2 separate regions of the Capra hircus genome follow, and region 1 is linked to region 2. The links are chromatin contacts, called in public Hi-C maps. All regions are on one chromosome and are shown on one strand. The core of a region is the stretch at or near the end of the contact, and the rest is flanking DNA. Distances in the headings are between cores, read along the strand shown.

The links. Hi-C and Micro-C count contacts between places; a contact is called where the count stands out from the background.
Region 1: a contact with region 2 is called in a Hi-C map of liver, with 3 times the contacts expected there. The contact joins two enhancer-like sites. A contact is called at or near these places in 2 of 5 Hi-C or Micro-C datasets (blood and liver).

What each region holds. Positions count from the first base shown.
Region 1 is chr15:48,617,896-48,621,444 of ARS1.2, reverse strand. The region is part of intron 2 of CLMP (CXADR-like membrane protein); the gene reads right to left. Among named protein-coding and RNA genes, the nearest start is that of HSPA8, 33 kb to the left of the region's middle. Within about 2 kb of position 1,329, at least 2 of the 5 cell types and tissues checked have an H3K27ac peak or open chromatin away from gene starts, as enhancers often do.
Region 2 is chr15:48,473,987-48,477,574 of ARS1.2, reverse strand. No RefSeq gene overlaps it. Among named protein-coding and RNA genes, the nearest start is that of CLMP, 65 kb to the left of the region's middle. Within about 2 kb of position 1,949, at least 1 of the 5 cell types and tissues checked has an H3K27ac peak or open chromatin away from gene starts, as enhancers often do.

The DNA of each region.
Region 1 (3,549 bases), core at 80-2,579, 140 kb before region 2:
TTCATCATATCTTCCGTACCCCCGCAAATTACACTCCTGGTAATGCCCACCTTCCCTACCCTCCAGGGTTTTTAGAAACAATGAAATCACTCAAGTTAAAAACAACTTTGTTTTTTGATCTTTCTTTCCCCCACTAACGAAGGCTTCTGAAAGGATGGAGGAAACTAACAAGGAGGACAGGGTTAGCCTCCTTCCAGCACAGGCTCCAGATGTGGTTCACGCCTCAGAGCCTTGAAGTCCGGCCTCCCTCACAAAACTCTCAGCAAGTGCAGCCGTGCCTCCAGGACCAAGGGGGCTCTTGCGGCAGCCCCTGCTCCCTCAAGGGACACACAGTCTCCTCCTCCCCCAGCTTCCATCTTCATTCTCCACAGTTTCATATCATATGGCTGCACAACAGGAAGCAGCACTTTCTACCCAAAGCAAAATTCCAAGCTACCACATTTGGATCCTGCCCCTTCATCCCTCCAGTATTCCTTTGGCCAATAGGAATTCAGTTCTACTTTCTTTAACTTTCATCTTTTTCCAGAAATGGTACTGTGTCAGCAACAATTTTTTGTTTGTTTGTTTGTTTTTTGCTTGTGGGAGCTCAGTTCCCTGACCAGGAATGGAACCAAGGTCCCCAGCAGTGGAAGTGTGGGGTCCAAACTGCTAGATCACGAGGAATCCCACCAACTTGCCCAGTATCACACAGCTAGGAAGTGTCAGCGCAAGGCTCTATCCAGATCTGTCTCCCTGCAAAGCTCACCCTAACAGCCATGCTAAACTACTCATACCCTTGGTTTCATGTAGCTTCCTGAGTTTGCCTCTAAGCACCTTGAGATTAAGTTCTATTACCGCTGCATGCCCAGAGCACTCAGTCAGGGTCTCACATGCTGCAGGTGCTCAATAAATACGTATTGGATGGATTTGAATCTAACCCATGCACTGATTTTATTAATGAGCAAACTGAGGTCTGGGGATAAAGGAGTTGGCCCAAGGTCCTACAACTCATTTAGTGGCAGAACTAACTCATGTAAAACCTATCCTCCTTCAGTTCCCATAAAGCAGAGCCGGTTTGCCCTGTACTAAGCTAAGCTTCTATGGAGGAGCTCTGGCTTCCATCTCTGATCACTTTCCACTGGACAGGACAGTGTTCAGATGAAGCACCCCTGGCAAAGCTAGAGAACCCAGCACCAATTTGGTGCATACAGTAGGCACTCAATATATATTGAATAATTAAATGCAAAGAATCAGCTAGGAAAGTTGCCGATTTGAGCCACTAGAGGGAATCAGAGGCTCAGATTTGGTTGATGTCCTCAAAGGAAAGGAACACGGTGGGTGGTGTGCTTTGCCAGAGCACCAAGTTCTATTTATACCACACCCAGAATTAACACAGCAGTGCAGGGCCAGGTCACTCCATGAATCACAAATGGTTTTACCAAGGCAAGGAGCCTCAGGATCAGGGTGTATTCACCTCTAGTCTTCCCTGAACCTCAGGTCCCTAGAATCCCTGCAGAGTTCTCAGGTACTTCTGTGCTTTTTAACTCAAACTCCTGAAGTCTACATGCAAAGTGCCTGGGCTCTCCTTACAACCTCCAGGCTTGGCAATGCTCATGGGGGCTGCTGAATATGTGTCTGCTGCTTGGCAGGTGAGCAAGAAGGGGCAATTTAACCCCCAGGGGCCAGCCTTGGGTTCCCTGGGCACTGAAGGGTTCACTTTCTTTCTTTCTTTTTTTTTTTTTGAAGGGTTCACTTTAATTGAGAAAGACCTTGCTGCTACTGCTGCTTAATCATTCAGTCATGTCCAACTCTTTGCAGCTCATGGACCATAGCCCACCAGGCTCCTCTGTCCATGGGATTTCCCAGGCAAGAATACTGGAGTGGGTTGCCATTTCCTTCTCCAGGGGATCTTCCTAACCTAGGGATCAAACATGAGTCTCCTGCTTGGCAGGCAGATTCTTTACCACTGAGTCACCTGGGAAGCTGGAGAAAGACTTGTTGTTCAGTGGCTAAGTCGTGTCTGACTCTTTGTGACCCCATGGATTGCAGCACGCCAGGCTTCTCTGTTCTTCCCCATCTCCCAGAGTTTGCTCAAACTCATGTCCATTGGGTCAGTGATGTCATCCAACCATCTCATCCTCTGTTGTCCCCCTCTCCTCCTGCCCTCAATCTTTCCCAGCATCAGGGTCTTTTCCAATGAATTGGCTCTTTGCATCAAGTGGCCAAAGTATTGGAGCTTCAGTTTCAGCATCAGTCTTTCCAATGAGTATTCAGGGTTGATTTCTTTTAGGATTGACTGGTTTGACCTCCTTGCAGTTGAAGGGACTCTCAAGAGTCTTCTCCAGCACCACAATTTGAAAGCATCAATCAGTTCTTTGGGGCTCAGCCTTCTTTATGGTTCAACTCTCACATCTGTACATGACTGTTGGAAAAACCATAGCTTTGACTATATAGACCTTTGTCAGTAAAGCGATGTCTTTGCTTTTTAATATGCTGTCTACATTTGTCATAAAATATTCATAGTTGAAATCTTTCTAAAAATGTTATGTCCAAAGAACTGGCCTTGTTTTGGTGGTCAAATAGATGCCTTGGATGATCCTTTCATGGAGGCTCACTTAGTCCAAATAAGTGAGACCTATAATTTTCTTGCACTGACTTTCCCTCACATATTGAGGCCCAATTTTTGGATCAGATTGTCAGTTCGAGCAGATGTGGCAGGATCAAGAATCCTGGCTGAGTTTTTTAAGATGGCTCCCTCCCTTTAGGCCACTGGTAACCTAGCTTGCTTTTTTGGATGCAAAAAGACAAATGGCCCAGGGTAACTTTTTCAAAAAATATATTTATTTCTATTTATTTATTTATGTATTTTAATGGGCTTCCCAGGTGGTGCAGTGGTAAATAATCCACCTGCCAACGCAGGAGATGCAAGAGACATGGGTTAAGAACCCTGCACTGGGAACATCCCTTGGAGTAGGAAATGCCAACTCACTCCAGTACTCTTGCCTGGAGCATCCCATGGACAGAGAAGCCTGGTGGGCTACAGTACAAGCATCCCATGGACAGAGAAGCCTGGTGGGCTACAGTACAAGCATCCCATGGACAGAGAAGCCTGGTGGGCTACAGTACAAGCAGTCACAAAGAGTTGGACATGACTGAGCACAGCACACAATTTATTTGGCTGTGCTGGGTCTTAGTTGTGGCCTTTGAACTCTTAGTTGTGGCATGTGGGATCTGGTTTCCTGACCAGGGATCAAACCAAGGCGCCCTGCATTGGAAGGGCAGAGTCTTAGCCACTATTCCACCAAATAAGTCCACCCAGGGTAACTTTTAATAGAAACTAGGATCTGCATATAAAATATCTTATTTCTCTCTTATTTCCCTAGCAGAGAACTTTCTCCTTCTCAAATATTTACTGAATGCCTATGAGGCACAAGTTGCCCAGGGTCTGCATGCTATTCCCTCCAAAGAATGGATCCTCTAGCACTACACCTGTACCATTTAACATGAGTGAGGGATGGGAAAGAGTAAAACGATCTTTGACTGGACATCAAAATCTCACTACGGAGATTA
Region 2 (3,588 bases), core at 700-3,199:
AGGGTCCTGAATGCAGAGCTTCTGTGTCCTCTCCCCCTGGAATCAGAGCATGTAACCCTCCTGGCACAGCCAGGAAGCTCACTGAGCCTGTGTCTGGAACTTATATTGAGGCTTCATCACTTGGGCATGATTGATAACTTAATCTCCAGCCCCCCACTGCTCCCCAGGCTCAATGTCCCAATCCTCTAGTCACGTGGTTGGTCTTTCTAGTAACCAGTCTCCATCCTGACCCAGCTTATTACTAGAAATTCAGGTGTGACCAAAGGGCTCGTGAATAACAGACACTCCTATCACTCAGGCAATTCCAAGCATTTAAGAAGCTCCACCCCATGGAGAAGGAAATGGCAATCCACTTCAGTATTCTTGCCTAGAGAATTCTATGGACAGAGGAGCCTGGCAGGCTACAGTCTATGGGGTCGCAGAGTCGGACAGAACTGAGTGATTACACTTTCACTTTCTTTCAAGTGTTCACATGCCACAACTAAAAAGAACCTGCATGCCGCAACTAAGACCTAGTGCAGCCAAATAAATAAAAACAAATAATAAATATATATTTTTTTAAAGTTCCATCCCAGGAACCTGGGACAAAGACCAGACAAATTCTTTATTATACAACAGTAGCAGAGCCTGGTCTTGACCCCGTGTCTGCAGAATTCAGGTCGAAGGTGTTCCCTGCTGCCCCATACCAGACCCCCAGCGCCTGGCCCCCACCTGACTTTCTGGCTATGCATTTAGAAGTGAGAGATCGTGATGTATTCTGACCGCCCAAAGACCTGGAAAGAGGCCACAGGCTTTTGAAAACCACACCCGTCCTTCTGTTTTGCCCACCTGAAACCTGACCAAACCCATAACCCAACCACCACGTTTCTAAAGTGACAAAGCTGAAGCAGGAAGGAGGCTGGCACTCACCCTGCTCCTCTCCCGTCTCAGCAGAGAGCTTGTCTTTGGGACTGGACTGTGCAGGGCTTCGGAAAGCAAGTCAGGTGGGAGGTGCCAGTACAGACCACGATGCAGAGGTCTGCGTTTATCCTTAATCTGCATTTTAAAGAAAAACCCTGCATCCCACACAGCTCCCTGCCCTAGGCAGCTGTTTCAAAATGTGCAAGCCAAAATGGAATGGTGGATGAGAAGTGATTTCAGAGCAGTAGAATCCAGGGTATGCGGGCTGCCAAAGGACAGTGTGTCCACTTGCATTATCAGCGCAAAGCTCCACTGCCTTTCGGTGACTGGGGAAAAGGATACTCATTTATTGCACCCTGCCACATGGCATGCAATATGCGAGGCATCTACAGATGCCACACATCACACAACCCTTACAGTTCTGCAGAGTGTGCTTAATTTAATGGAGAAATAGGTCCTAAGAGATTAAAGAACTCACCCAAAGATATGCAGTTAGGAAGAGGAAAAGCTACAATCCAAACCCCAGTTCAGTTCCAAGACCGATTCTTGTACCTATACTAGGCTGCCTCCAGGAGCTGGTCATAGCTGGGAAAATGTTGCCATCACTTCTGTTGGCTTGCTCCTTTAATAAGGAATATTTTTGTACAAATAGGTAATTAAACTGTGAGCCTCAGAAAACCTGTAATTTTGAAAGCCCAGGGCATTGGAACGAAGCTTAGCAAAGAAAAGCTTCATTTACATTAACCCAGCTGGGAGATTACTCAGGTCATTTCTCTGAAAGCCCTCTAACCTTCCTCTGAGTAGTTTAAACATTAGGCTGGTTTCAATTCTTAATCCACTGCTAACTCAGGCCTCTGGTGCAGAACAAATGGCCTGTTAATGATAAAAGTCGCAATCACATAAAAGGCTCGCTGTGAGATTATAAGGGCAGCCCTATCTCCAGCTCCTATTTCCAGTTTTTATTTTACCTCCTCTTACTGACCTCTGTGGATGCACGTGGTTGCCTCTCTACTGGGCTAGGCAAGCAGGAGGCTAGAGCCGGCATTAGCTCTGCGCTGGTGCCACCTGGTGGCCAGCTAGGTCTCTGCAGGTCCTCCTGACATTTCAGACAAAAGGGTGGTGGTGGTGCTGCTGCTGCTAAGTCGCCTCAGTCGTGTCCGACTCTGTGCGACCCCATAGACGGCAGCCCACCAGGCTTTCCCGTCCCTGGGATTCTCCAGGCAAGAACACTGGAGTGAGTTGCCATTTCCTTCTCCAATGCATGAAAGTGAAAAGTGAAAGTGAAAGCACTCAGTAAAAGGGTGGTAGAGGTTGTTATAAGCTTCCCTCATAGCTCAGTTGGTAAATAATTCTCCTGCAATGCAGGAAACCCAGGTTCGATTTCTGGGTCGGGAAGATCCACTGGAGAAGGGATAGCCTACCCACTCCAGTATTTTTGGGCTTCCCTTGGCTTAGCTGGTAAAGAATCCGCCTGCAACGCGGGAGACCTGGGTAGGCAAGATCCCCTTGGAGAAGGGAAAGAAAGGCTACCCACTCCAGTATTCTGGCCTGGAGAATTCCATGGACTGTATAGTCCATGAGGTTGCAAAGAGTTGGACATAAATGAGCGACGCTCACTTCACCTTCAAAAACAAATTAGGTTTGTTTGTTACTATCATATCCTTATGATAGTAAAAAATAAAACTGATTTGGTTTCTGCCTTCTCCGGGTTCAACAGGTGTTTTCACAATAGCACAGGAGATGCTTGTTTGGGGAAGGTGGTGAATGAGGCAGCCATCTTCTTATAATACTGCAAGATTCTAAGTTACTGTGATGACTGATTCTTGAATGTGGACAATTGTGTTTATTTTGACCTCATGTGGGTAGAGCAAAAAAAATGTGTTGTGGCCTCTGATTCTTTCATTCTTTCAGATCCCTGGTCCCACTGATACCTAGATGTAGACCCCATCAATGCATAGGTGGCAATGCCTCCTTCATCTTCAGGCCCACAGTCTACACCCCAGGCCAGGAAGAAAATGAGAGGGCTCAGTGCATCCCAGACTATTTACACAACTGATTTTTATTTCCTTCTCAAGGTGCTTCTCAGCCTTGCTATATATTTGGCCTTTCTGAGCATCAGTTTTCCCCATCTGTAAAATGGACATAAGTATGTTTGCTTTGCTGGATGATAGTAAGAAATAAACCTAATTGTGGAAATAAATGAAGATTGTCCAAATGAGAACCAACAGAGCTTGCTACAGTGGGAGAGCCAGAAACCATCAGTGAGTTTGCAGAGATGCAGAAGCGGACAGAGAGTGGGAAGCTTTACAATTAAGAAAGGGGAAGACCTCCTGTGTGCTCTGGTTGGAGGTTGTTGCCGGGGGAAGCTAGAGGTGGGCTGACTAGAATCAGGGGGCATCTGATGTGACTGGTTCAAGGAGTATATTTGGCTTTTTTGGCTTAGTTCTGTTAGGGGAAGCACGCTGATTGAAAACACCCACTCTGGCCAGGCACCATAGTAACTATTTGCATGAGTTGTTTTTGGACAGGAGGTCCTGGTAAGGAACAGGGAGCTAATAAGCCTCCACCAACCAGAAGAGTTCGGGAAAGGTCAAAAGGAGACACCACCTGTCTGACCACCTCTCAGAATCCTTCTGTCTGGCATCTATCTTGGCTGAACAAGGCGTGCACCACCAGGAAGGACTCTGA